Linked DNA regions of Mus musculus: region 1 is linked to region 2. A link is a contact called in public HiChIP or PLAC-seq data. All regions are on one chromosome and are shown on one strand. The core of a region is the stretch at or near the end of the contact, and the rest is flanking DNA. Distances in the headings are between cores, read along the strand shown. Region 1 holds the start of Nkain3 (Na+/K+ transporting ATPase interacting 3). Region 2 overlaps Nkain3 (Na+/K+ transporting ATPase interacting 3).

Evidence for each region. HiChIP or PLAC-seq counts read pairs in DNA pulled down with a chosen protein or histone mark.
Region 1: an H3K4me3 HiChIP or PLAC-seq map of neural tube shows a contact between it and region 2, with 4 times the contacts expected there. The contact joins the promoter of Nkain3 here to the enhancer-like site in region 2. A contact is called at or near these places in 6 of 39 promoter capture datasets (hippocampal neurons, liver, pre-B cells and 1 more), 1 of 484 Hi-C or Micro-C datasets (cortical neurons), 9 of 115 datasets of contacts at active chromatin or transcription factors (SST interneurons, astrocytes, embryonic forebrain and 6 more) and 1 of 9 other capture datasets (liver).

The regions. Positions count from the first base shown.
Region 1 is chr4:20,774,225-20,780,831 of GRCm38.p6, reverse strand. It overlaps Nkain3 (Na+/K+ transporting ATPase interacting 3), which reads left to right and starts at 2,164. Exons shown (of 6, transcript NM_001290410.1): 1 at 2,164-2,570. The coding sequence starts at 2,517.
Region 2 is chr4:20,458,094-20,464,803 of GRCm38.p6, reverse strand. The region is part of intron 3 of Nkain3 (Na+/K+ transporting ATPase interacting 3); the gene reads left to right. Among named protein-coding and RNA genes, the nearest start is that of Gm11872, 120 kb to the right of the region's middle. Within about 2 kb of position 4,328, at least 13 of the 459 cell types and tissues checked have an H3K27ac peak or open chromatin away from gene starts, as enhancers often do. A contact at or near this core is called in neural tube, where this site is marked.

The DNA.
Region 1 (6,607 bases), core at 915-3,414, 320 kb before region 2:
GTGCCTCCCTGTGGTCATCAGAGCACTCTCTCTACCTGAATCCACAGTTGTCCCTGAACCTATATCAGTGGGATTGGTGTTGGGAGTCAAAGGAGTGAATATGCATAGAGAAGGGTGGTACCTGGGATTTTACAAACAATGGTGTGTGTTTAGTTGTTGTGTAGTGCTTCATAAATCAATGAATTAAATCACAAAGAAAATACAGACAGACTTTCCTGTGTCTGTTTCTGCAACCATTTACTTCAGCTACCAGAGGGGCCAATGGCTAAGACTACAGGGAAAGATTTGGAAAAAGAAAACTATTTATTTGTCAGTGTGTATTTTTTTTATGGATTTCATTCATCAGTGATGGCCATGAATGCATTTTCTGTATATCTCATAGTCCTTGACCATGGATGCGTTTTTTTTGTTGTTTGTTTGTTTGTTTGTTTCTAGACAGGGTTTCTCTGTGTAGCCCTGGCTGTCCTGGAACCCACTCTGTAGACCAGGCTGGTCTCAGACTCAGAAATCCACCTGCCTCTGCCTCCCAAGTGCTGGGATTAAAGGTGTGCACCACCACTGCCCGGAGATGATGGATGTCTTAAAGTTAGGATAGAAAACAAAACAAAACAAAACAAAACAAAACAAACAAACAAACAAAAACCCCCACTTCTGACTACACTTGCCCCTTCTCACATGAATGAACAGGAGTTTCAAGAAACATTGTTTTTTGACTTTTTTTAATAGCCATTTGAGTTACTCTTTTGTACTTACTATAATTTCAGAGATGCCATGAGTAGATTTTTCCTTGGAACAATGTTGTCCACATTAGAAATAAAATGTATGTTGTAGGAATTACAAAGAGCAGGACATAAAATTGCAAGAGAAACAAAAATCCAAAACTAATGTCTGAATGGGTTAAATACATACTCTTGCCTTTTCTCTCTTTATAGACCAGGGTATCCTTGAACTCAGAGAGATCAGCCTACTTACGCCTCCAGAGTGCTAAGAGGCAAGAGACACTTGACCTAGCCTTCACTTTTTCTTAACTTATAAACCAAGAATCTACCAGGAGAGCAGCAATAGGTTAAAAACCGTGTTTCCAGCCTTGTTCCTCTTTGGACTCAATTTGTCAAGGGTTTATTTTTGATTCTTTTCTTTTCTTTTTCTTTTTCTTTTTCTTTCTTTTCTTTTCTTTTTTTTTCTTTTTCTTTTTTGGTTTTTCGACTTATTCCTGATTCTTGAGGAGTGATTTAGCTACAGAACTCCTGGGCTCTGCTCTGTTCATGTGAGGGTAGTCAGTTTCTTTAGAATTCGTGGAGAGTTTGTTTGGTATCTTAAGTAACTAGAATTAGGTTTTACTTCTAGGCTCCTCTCACTTTTTCTCTGTCCAACTTCTTATTTGTGTTTATTCTAGAAATATCTCATTATTATTAAAAGGCCCTGTCTTTTCCTTGTCAGTGTCTCTATGAAGACTCCCAAGGCACTCCAAATTAAAGCCTTAAGTCAGTTTGAGCAGTGTGTCTAGTCTCTGGGCTCTTGGGGGAACATTAAGCTCTGCTGTGACCCTAGGCAACTTTTCCTAGAAGATTCCAGCAGGGGCGCCTGGTGCGAAAAATGTCATCTCCGCTGACCTGGGACCCAGAGTCTTGGGTTGAGACCCTTATTGATTGAACCACCTCTTAGCGCCATGCCAGTGGCTCAGTCCACTGCCCTACCTTGGCCATTCATTATGTAGAGTGCTTTCACGTTGAGTTCCAAGTCTCTTGGTCCTTCCTCCCCACACACCAAACAGAACATGTACCTCTCCAGGGCAGCGTGGGTAAACCTAGCTCCAGGTTTTGCAGTAGCTTTCACCCACTCCTCACACCCAGAAAGAAAACCTACAGCTTATGACTCCACAATTGCTCCGTGAGCCTAGGCTTCAAATCCCTGGGGGCCTCCCAGATTCAAGCTCATTCACATTCAATCTCATCCTCCCACAGTCTCTTTCTCTCTCCCCAGACTCCTAACAAGACAAGACGATCCTCCCCAGAGGCGCTCTCTTTCATTCATCCCCTCCCAACTCACACACACACACACACACACACACACACACACACACACACACACACACACTCGCGTGAGCACACACTCTCACACACCGACCCAGACAGCCCACCGCACTTTCCAGACACCCACCTCCTGCATACTCCCCTCCCCTAAAAGACATTCACCCACTCACCAGCTGTAGCCTCTTCCATCCCCCGCCCTCCGCCCGGCTCCCCCTCCTCAAGAAGCCGACCCTCGCGCTAGGAGGTAGGGACCCCTGGCAGACGCACTGCACGGGCGCGCCGCGCTGACCTCCGCCCGCCCTGCACGCAGATTAACAAAGGCGACAGCGAGCCCCAGTCCGAAAGCAGAAAGCCGGCCGCGGGGTCCGGAGCCTGCGCCCGGTCAGTCGGGGAGAGAGCCGCGCGGGCTGCTCTGAAGTCGCAGGATACAGCCGGAGCTGCCAGATCTCTCTCAAGCGGCGCTGCTGGGACGCTGGCCGCACCATGGGCTGCTGCACCGGGCGCTGCTCGCTGGTCTGTCTCTGCGCACTGCAGCTGGTAAGTGCCCAGTGCGTCCGGGTCTGGAAACAGCCCGCTTTTCGGACTGGCTTGTAGGGCTCTGTCCCTGGATCCGAAGCTCCCGGCTAAAGACCGGTGAGCCGGCAGAGCGCATCAGAGGGATCCCCCACCCTCTCTGTCCCTTCCAGGTTATCTGTGCCTCCCGCCTGGTAGCTCTTGCCCGCAGGAGGGCGCGGTCTCACTTCTGGTCCCACGCGCTTGGGTTCACTGCGCCCCCACCCGGCATCGCCACGCGGTCGGGGGCAGCTGGGGTGGCGTTCCAGGAGAGAGCATTTTCCCCGCCCCTCTCTTGGACACCTAGCGTGTGCATCCTCTGCAATTCTGCTTAAGTTATGCCTGGGTTTGGAGCTTGCTCTTATTGGGACGGTTTTCTGGAGATAGGTTCTTGTTTGGTTAGAAGGTGCTTGAGGGCAGCTAGTTACTGAGAGAGCTACAATCTCACCTCTCTTTCAGTATCTGGAAGGCGATCGTAGAGGAGTGGAGTACTCCAGGAACATGTGGTTGTGCTTGGGAACCACAAGTTCAGCCTCTGCCTTTTCAGTTCCTCTTTTGATTTTCTTGAAATGCTGCGTGCTCAGGATGCGACGGACTGACAGCTGTCTTTGGGGAGTGAACAGAGCAAAGAAGGGAACCCGGCTTCTGTTTGGCTTGGCCCCTTGCCCAGGGAGTGAGTGGAATAGGAAGTTGGAAATCAGGGTGCAAAGATAAAAGACCTTTCTGATTCTATGCAAATACTCTGGGTCCTATTGTCATTAGGATTGATTCTGTGGTCTGTTTCGTGGTTACCAGAAGTCAAGGCTGCAATCTCCTGTGCTAGACTTTTGTGAGTGAGATTCATAGTCTTTTTTTTTTTTTTCCCTCCTAGTTCAGGGAGCAGACCTTGTAGGCTCCCCGCGGCACTTCCTTTCTTTGAAGCATTGCGTTTGTTTTGTCAGAACCCACAAAGGTGTAAGTTGTGTATTTTGACAAGGCTTTCAGAGAACTTTACCTAATGGTGATAGCTCTAGCAGGGCTCATTAACGGGAAGAAGTAATAATGAGGCTCAGTAGTTAGTCCTTGTTCACTGGAGGTTTTTAAACATTCTCACTTTTCCAGTTTCCCCCCAAAGCTTCACTGTATATGTGCTTATTCTTCTGTAATCATACACGCAAAACAGATAAATCCGGAAGACTATTGGATAGCCTATTCCACAATGTGTTTGAAATAACAATAATTTAAAACTTACACATGAGCATGATATTTTTTTTCTTTAGCTGGGGTGAAAACCCTCAAAAGAAAGCTTACATACTGATTTTTTTAAAAAGTGAACTCGGCTTTTAAATTAAAAAAAAAAAGGAATAAATTCGGTCAACTCTTGTTTCTCTAAGGCACACTGGATTGTGTGACCTGTAAAGGCATACTTTAGTGTTACATTCATATTGCACGTAAGGGTTTCACACAATCATAATTCAATTCACCAATTTCACTAATTTGCCCATGAGGAACTCATAGAGTTTTTTTTTTCCCCCCAAAGTAAGTTGTAGTATGGTAGAGGTGGAGACACGATCATACGAATTTCATAACTGGATCCTAACCAAAAGAAAGTATATGTGTTGTCTAGGTAAGAGTTTCTACCTCTATGATAAGACACTAACACACAAATCCATAACACAGTCTGTCATCAACATGAGGGTGGGAACTCAAGACAGGAATCTGAAAGCAGAGCCTGAATCAGACACCTTGGGGAGTGGGAGTGATGCTTACTGGGTTACTCCTGTGATTTTCTCAGCCTGCTTTCTTATTCAAGTCCAGAGCAGCCAGTCCAGAGGTGTCACCCCTCACAGTGCGCTGGACCTTCCCACATCAATCAGTAACTAAGAGAATGTGCAGGATAAGCTGGCAGGGGTGTTCACCCATCTGAGGTTTTTCTCTTCTGAAATGACTCCAACTTGTGTTGAGTTGACAAGACAAACTAGCCAGCATTCTTCTCTACCACATTATTAAATTAGTGCATGATAGCATAGTTCTTATAAAGAATAGTACTGCATTGAAAAAAACCACAATAATTCGTACTATAAATTACTTCTGGAATAATTCTTTTGTTTTGTTGAGTTTGACAAGCTCTTGTCTTTATAGTTTTGATGTGACTACTGTTTGATGCTTTTATTTGATTTAAGGGGAAAGAAGACACTGAAACAAAATTGGAATTCATCATTGCTGTGACCAGATTTCTTTTTCTGATCTGTGTAATAATTTACAGGCCCTAAAAGATTGTTTCTGAATTTCGTTTGACAAAGCAGAGGCTATATACTTGTAGTTTTAGTATGCATCACTGAAAAATGTTTACTAAAATAAGAGGCTTAAACAACTTCAAAAGCACAGAGAAAGAAGAATGTAGAAAAATAATTATGAAGGAGTGAACATTAGATATTTAGCACCTCTGTTTTGAGTATGATTTATTTAATTTTATATTATTGAGTCTACAAGAATGGTTATGGTTGATAACTGGCTCACCGAAATCATGCACATTTAAGAAATAATCCCTCTGAGCCTGCTTAAATCTGCTCCAGCGTGCTAAGGGAAAGGACTCCAGGTTTCCTGAGACCTAGTGCACTTCCCACTGAGAACAGCAGCCCCTCTTCCAGTTTCCTGGTTTTGTTTACTGTGTGAATCCTTGGAAGATGAGGATTATGAAACCTTAACAAGTGCTGCTAAGAAGAGGGTATGCCACTTGCTACTCAGACTTGGTGCAAGGAATTCACTTAGTAACAACAGAGTCATGTGCAGACCACTACCTAAACAGCCCAGGAGACCTAATTCGAGACAGCCAAGAGATCAGTGATCTGAGTCCTTTGCTCATGAGCTTTACTCTCTCCAAAGGAAGAAGGCACGAACTTGCCATTTTTTAGGTGACTAATACTGATGAACTCTGATTTGCAAGTCTGTCCTCTATCTTCTTTCTGCTACTGTAACTATTTTCCATTATTGCCTTTTCTCCATGCAAACTTATGTGCTTATGCCTCAACTCTGCCAGACCAGATTAAAGAGAAAGTGTAAAAAATAAAGACAGGAGCATAGAAAACTTTGTGACCTGAATCTTCCTAGGAAAGAATTGGTTACCATCCCACCCATTTCTCAAGTCAACAAAAAAACTTTTAAATACATTTTATCTAATGACACGTTTGCTGCAAGTATTCTATTATCAGGTGTGTAGAGTCCAGAGTTTAAAAGAACACTGGAGCATACGTTTGCTAAATCAGCTTTAGTCACCGTATTTAAATGAGCCTTAAATGTGTGTGTTAAATTCTGTCATTACCTCCACATGGCATTTCAGAAACATTTTCCCTGAGCTGCCTCGGGAAAGTGTTCAATGCACTATGGCAGGCATGGTTCCTACAAAGTATTAGACAACTTCCACCATATAGTCATCAGACTCTAAGGATCGTTCAATAAAACTTGACGTGTCATTACTTGGAGAAGTTATTATATTTTATATTCTTTTATGGTGAGAGCTATATTTATTGTCAGAGCTGGTAATCAGCCCATTAAAAGTCAAAACTATGATGGCATATTTATAGCCTCAGAAAACCCAAGAGATTTACCTAAACAAGCAGCTATTAACATATAGATGGGTTGTATGTTTTATTTTGGAAGAACATCCTCCCCAGTTAAAGAAAATCAGCATTTGTTTGCTGACAGACAGTGGAAAAAAAAGCTTCAAGGTTTCTGTTACACCTTCTGACTATCTTGAGAGCAGAGTACCTGTGACATTCAAAAGCGCAAACAAAATGTGCACGATTGATAGTGACATATCTGTGTAAGTGTTGAATTAAGTCTTGTGAAATGCACTGCTTATCTCGCAGAAATGTTGGACAGCCAGTATGGAAATTCATTTGCTTTATAACGTAGATATAGTGATAGTTTTGCTTTTACATGGTTTTAATTTAAACAGCTCTTTTTTTTTTCTGTGCAGAAGATTTGCCTTTTGAAGATCATTTTATTTTATATGTATTGGGGTTCTGCCAGATTTATGTCTG
Region 2 (6,710 bases), core at 3,079-5,578:
ATTTTAAATGAAATGAATTGATTTCTTAACAGAATAACAGCAAAAATATCATAACCAAAATAGAAAAAAATAGCCAACCAAAACTTAGCATTAAAAATGTTTATAAAAGAAGACCCTCAAGCACACGTAGAGCCAAGGATAATATGGCAAGCAGACATGCTAATCTTTTTTTTTCCATTTTTTATTAGGTATTTAGCTCATTTACATTTACAATGCTATACCAAAAGTCCCCCACACCAACCCACCCCCACTCCCCTACCCACCCACTCCCCCTTTTTGGCCCTGGCGTTCCCCTGTACTGGGGCATATAAAGTTTGCAAGTCCAATGGGCCTCTCTTTACAGTGATGGCCGACTAGGCCATCTTTTGATACATATGCAGCTAGAGTCAAGAGCTCCGGGGTACTGGTTAGTTCATAATGTTGTTCCACCTATAGGGTTGCAGATCACTTTAGCTCCTTGGCTACTTTCTCTAGCTCCTCCATTGGGAGCCCTGTGATCCATCCAATAGCTGACTGTGAGCATCCACTTCTGTGTTTGCTAGGCCCCAGCATAGTCTCACAAGAGACAGCTACATCTGGGTCCTTTCAATAAAATCTTGCTAGTGTGTGCAATGGTGTCAGCGTTTGGATGCTGATTATGGGGTGGATCCCTGGATATGGCAGTCTCTACATGGTCCATCCTTTCATCTCAGCTCCAAACTTTGTCTCTGTAACTCCTTCCATGGGTGTTTTGTTCCCAATTCTAAGGAGGGGCATAGTGTCCACACTTCAGACTTCATTCTTCTTGAGTTTCATGTGTTTAGCAAATTGTATCTTATATCTTGGGTACCCTAGGTTTGGGGCTAATATCCACTTATCAGTGAGTACATATTGTGTGAGTTCCTTGGTGAATGTGTTACCTCACTCAGGATGATGCCCTCCAGGTCCATCCATTTGGCTAGGAATTTCATAAATTCATTCTTTTTAATAGCTGAGTAGTACTCCATTGTGTAGATGTACCACATTTTCTGTATCCATTCCCCTGTTGAGGGGCATCTGGGTTCTTTCCAGCTTCTGGCTATTATAAATAAGGCTGCTATGAACATAGTGGAGCATGTGTCCTTCTTACCAGTTGGGGCATCTTCTGGATATATGCCCAGGAGAGGTATTGCTGGATCCTCCGGTAGTACTATGTCCAATTTTCTGAGGAACCGCCAGACTGATATCCAGAGTGGTTGTACAAGCCTGCAATCCCACCAACAATGGAGGAGTGTTCCTCTTTCTCCACATCCTTGCCAGCATCTGCTGTCACCTAAATTTTTGATCTTAGCCATTCTGACTGGTGTGAGGTAGCATCTCAGGGTTGTTTTGATTTGCATTTCCCTGATGATTAAGGATGTTGAACATTTTTTCAGGTGTTTCTCTGCCATTTGGTATTCCTCAGGTGAGAATTCTTTGTTCAGTTCTGAGCCCCATTTTTTAATGGGGTTATTTGATTTTCTGAAGTCCACCTTCTTGAGTTCTTTATATATGTTGGATATTAGTCCCCTATCTGATTTAGGATAGGTAAAGATACTTTCCCAATCTGTTGGTGGTCTTTTTGTCTTACTGACGGTGTCTTTTGCCTTGCAGAAACTTTGGAGTTTCATTAGATACCATTTGTCAATTCTCGATCTTACAGTACAAGCCATTGCTGTTCTGTTCAGGAATTTTTCCCCTGTGCCCATATCTTCAAGGCTTTTCCCCACTTTCTCCTCTATAAGTTTCAGTGTCTCTATAAGTTGCAGTTTTTATCACAATTGCTCTGTAGTTTTTTTCTGTTATTATCCTTTGAAGGGCAGGATTCGTGGAGAGATAATGGGTGAATTTAGTTTTGTCGTGGAATACTTTGGTTTCTCCATCTATGGTAATTGAGAGTTTGGCTGGGAAGGTGCACAGTTATCTGGTGTTTGGACCTCCTCCTGGCTGAGGATGAAGGCCCAAAACAGGATCTTTCCCAGAAGCTGTGTTGCTTTGGCCAGGAAGGTGGCCGGTTGTCTGGAGCTGAAGATGGCGCCGCCTCAGAAGCTTTGTGGCTCTCGCCTGACCCAGAACCGGCTGGCCTCTGTATTCCACACCGTCACCCGTGCAGCCTGCCCTCCGCGGAGTCCTGGAGCCAAGGAGACTCCCGCTGCCGGGGCCTGAGGCACAAACCTCTCGGGCTGGGCGGACTCCTGTGCCAGCCATGCTAATCTTATTTCACCTTTTTAGATAATGAAGGTTAAAACATATCCAAAATACATTTCGGGTATTACATGATTCTGCTATTGCATATTATGTGAAAGCCGTGTTGTCAGTGAAATCCTAACAGTCTTTGGGTCTTTCCCAGGAAACGTGCCATTATGAAGGATGTTAGGAAGTTACATTACTGAGTGTTTCTGAAATGTTATTTGTCTTAGTCAGGGTTTCTATTCCTGCACAAACATGGCGAAGAAACAAGTTGGGGAGGAAAGGGTTTATTCAGCTTACACTTCCACTTTTCCTTTCATCAAAGGAAGTCAGGACTGGGACTCAAGTAGGTCAGAAAGCAGGAGCTGATGCAGAGGCCATGTAGGGATGTTACTTACTGGCTTGCTTCCCCTGGCTTGCTCAGCTTGCTTTCGTATAGAACCCAAGACTACCAACCCAGGGATGGTACCACCTACAAGGGGCCTTTCCCCTTGATCACTAATTGGGAAATCGCCTTACAGTTGTATCTCATGGAGGGATTTTTCTCAACTGAAGCTCCTTTCTCTGTGATAACTCCAGCCTGTGTCAACTTGACAAAAACCAGCCAGCACACTATTTAACTTAATGACATCCAACTGTATGTTGCTACTAAGTTCTTGGGTAACTTTAAATTTTTACCTAATGTTACATAATATACATAATATAGTTTTCACACCTATTATTTGCAATTATGAATGTCTTAGTTAGGGTTATTATTGTTATGATTAAATCCTGTGGGCAACAGTAAATAGGGAGGAGAGAATTTATTTGGTTTACACTTCCACATCACTGCTTATCAGTGGCAGAAGTGAAAACAGAACTGAAGCAGGGCAGGAACCTAGAGGCAGGAGCTGTTGCAGAACCCATAGAGGAGTGCTGGCTACTATCTTCTTTCACTGTTTTGTTGTTAACTCAGGACCAACCATCTAGAGGTGGTCCTACCCACAATGGCCTAGGCCATCCCAATCAATCAGTAATGAAGAAAATGTCCTACAGGGTTGCCTATAGCCTGATGTTATAGAGGCATTTTCTCAATTGCTGCTCCCTCCTCTCTGATGACTGTAGCTTGTGTCAAGTTGACATAAAACTAGCCAACACAGTGAAATTTAAACTAGGTTCCTTTCCTCAATTAGGGAGGTGAAGAGGGTGTTGCTAACTTCAAGTGGAAGAACTCATTTATCTTGCTTAATTATTTAAGATTTTTAAAATAGTATACATTATTCAATGTACTCAGGCGTTAACTACGTTTGCTCTTTTTATTAGTAATTTGCACCTTTTACACTGTCTTACAGCATGATGTTTTGGTCTTTAGTTTCCTGGAGCTTAATTTTTTTGAACTATGTAAAGTGGCAATCTAACATACTTTCCACAGAATCATAACAATAGTACAAATCATGTTTATTGGGTAGACTTGGCACTGATGTATGGTTTTTTATTAAGTAATAAATGTTATAGGACTTGATATAATACAATCATGTGTGACACATTGCTCTTTAAATGAAATTAGTTTGTTTATTGAGTAGAAATAATCTATAATCCAACATCCTCTTCCTCTGTGATTTGGCCTCATACATTCACAGGGTTTTCTTTGTAGGGCTATATTTGAACAAATGTGTTTCAAACATACACATACATGCCTCATTTTGGCTTTATTTTAGTTACTACATTGAACTTTTAATTAAATTAGAATATGTGAGGTAAAACTTTCATTATACAAGTCAGGAAAGAAATCTCTAGTAACAGAGAACTAGCAACTGGTAGGAAGCCAAAATGAATGAACATAAAAAGGCGGGTGATAAATTATGGTTTGATTCAAAACCTACCATCCATCAAAATTAGCCTTCACAGGCAGTCCGGATTTCTGGGTTCCACTGGACAGAGACCTTAATATGACCCATGCAGAGAGAAAGCTGAAAATTCAGATGCTCAAATAAACAAGAGGCTAAAGAACTGGGTTCCGAAGCCTTCAGACAGCCAGGAGTAGTGACAGCCTTAACAGAACGCTGCTGCTTAGATGGAAAAAAGGGCCCAGCTGCTGTCCATCTGCTCCTGCTTTACATTACTAAGGTGTGATGGGGGAGGATGTGATTGTCCCATATGGAGCTACCATCTGCTGCTTTGCCAGGGCAAGGAAGGGTCTGGATTAGAGGTCTAACTGGTTACACAAACCCAAGTCTTTTCAAAAAAGATTCAATGTAGCCTGAAAAGATGGAGACAACTGAGGTCATCCTGAAACTCAGTCTGGCCATTCTCACTAATGAACAGTACAGGCCCTCATGAATGATTAGACACCTGGTTAAATTCTTATTAGACCCTTGATGGTAGTTTTCAGATGCATTGATATCCTGTACCACCCAGCCCTACAGCAGGTATCTGCCACTACGGTCTTGAACACATTGAATCTCCCCACATCTTCTAACACTTGAAGGTGATGGATGCACTGTGTTTGAAAATCACTGTATATGGGTAACCAAAGTGTTTGTATAGTATCATCTTCTGGAGTTGCACTTCCCTTTCCTACAAAACCTAGGAAACTAAATCAATCAAGTTGTTAAGTTGTTCTTAACTTAAATTTTTTAAAATTGAATGAAATAATACTATGTGGAGATTAGGAAAGACCTAAACATATCATGAGGTCTCAGGAAATGATGGTTCTTTATTGTTATCATGGTCATCTTTATAAATTTGGGACAAATTAATAGAGATTATTCACCTTGAAATCCTTTGGGGCATATATTTATTAGTCTGCAAGAGCTACCCAATGTAAATTTGTAGGACTAAGTGGTTTAGGGAAGTGTTAAACAGCCTTTTGATAGGATCTCAGTGCTGCACATTAACTTCTCAGGTGCATTGCTGTTAGCTAAATCCTTCCCTTCAACAGATAAACAGCTTCTTGATATAATCTGCAGGCAGGTGTTCTCTGTGATCTTTCTGCTCCCACTTGAAGTACATCAAACATCTTTGAGAGCCTCTGTGGTTGTTTGTATGTCTTTTGTTTTCTAGATTAACAGGGAGACAATTAATAACTTAATGCCACTTCTTTGAAATTTGAAGATTTGAAATAATTTTTCTCCTGAGGAATATATTCAGAACATAAATGCAAAACCCTTTCCCATTTTCTATCACATCCTTGAATCACTAGAGTCCTGGACCCTGGAATAGGACAGCAAGGGAATGAAGAAAGGAAAGATACACAGACAGAGAAATGCTTGAATTGGGTGGTTTGTCCACTCTAATGGAAACATGTCTCTCAATATACACACATGGACAAGAGGAAGGATTTTTCAATCCCTCTGTACCGAGGAAAAGTTTTGCCATTCCCATTAGGCTGAAGCACAGAAGTCCTTGACATTACTCTGCTTGTGGTAACACATGCATTTACTCAGGATTTCACACAATCTCTACAGTTTTCTACATTAATAAATACTGGAAGTTGTGAGTTACAGTGAGAACATGAGTTGTAGTGCTTTTTTTTATTCCAAAACAATTAGGCTGGTATTTTAATAATATCTTTTAAAGTTTTTTTCCCAGAATTCTACAAATATTAATCTAATATTTATTCTAAATGAGTTTTCTTGAGGCATACAATACTAATATATTATCTTAGAGAATGTCAAATGTATCATGTTTTCACAGAATTCTGAATGCATATTACTTTCTGTGGACATCAATTTAGTCATAAAAAAGGGCAATTCTATGAAAATTTATCCAATCTTAATTATGAGCTTGGATCAAAAGCCTTCTAAAATGCTCCAAGAACAGGATTGAACTAACTCATCATGGCCTGCTTCATACAGGTGCTATGTTTGTGTCCTTACCTCCAGAATAGAAATTATCTGCATTTTAGAGATAAGGGACCTTGATGAGAGGATACTGCCTTGCACATGTGCAATATCGGAGTGTCAGGCTTAATGGCCCCATCACCCTTCATTGTAATCCACACAGAAGAAAACCTATATGCAATTGTTTCTCACTGACTTGTTCCACCTCACTTTTTTGGTTATTAGAATTTTAGTTTTTAAAGAAATGTAAACTGCTTTTTCCCTAAAGACAATAATAGTACTTTTTTGAGTGTCATTTTACATAAGCTGACAGGGTTGCTCATGAGAGTCTTCGGTTAAATCCTCACATACATAGTCCCCTTGAGCAGCCTGGGGCCTCAATGAATTCATTCTCAAGGCATATTGTCAATGGTCGATTTCCTATGTGTTACTCAGTAAATTATTTTTCTTGGTCAAGATTTGCTTTCCTCCAAGGCTAGATTCTTCAGGATGGATAATCAAGACTGATTATCTGCCCAGGAGACATTTCATGGCAAACAGTTCCCCATCACTTTCATGGCTTACAGTCCAAAGAAAGAACTTAAGCCATATCTTTCCCTTTGGTGTGGGAACCAGTGCCTGGAATGCCTGAAAACAAAATGGGCAACACCTCTGTTCAGTGAGGGGCTTGATTCTTCTTGGACCTATTCCTCAGTAAAGAAA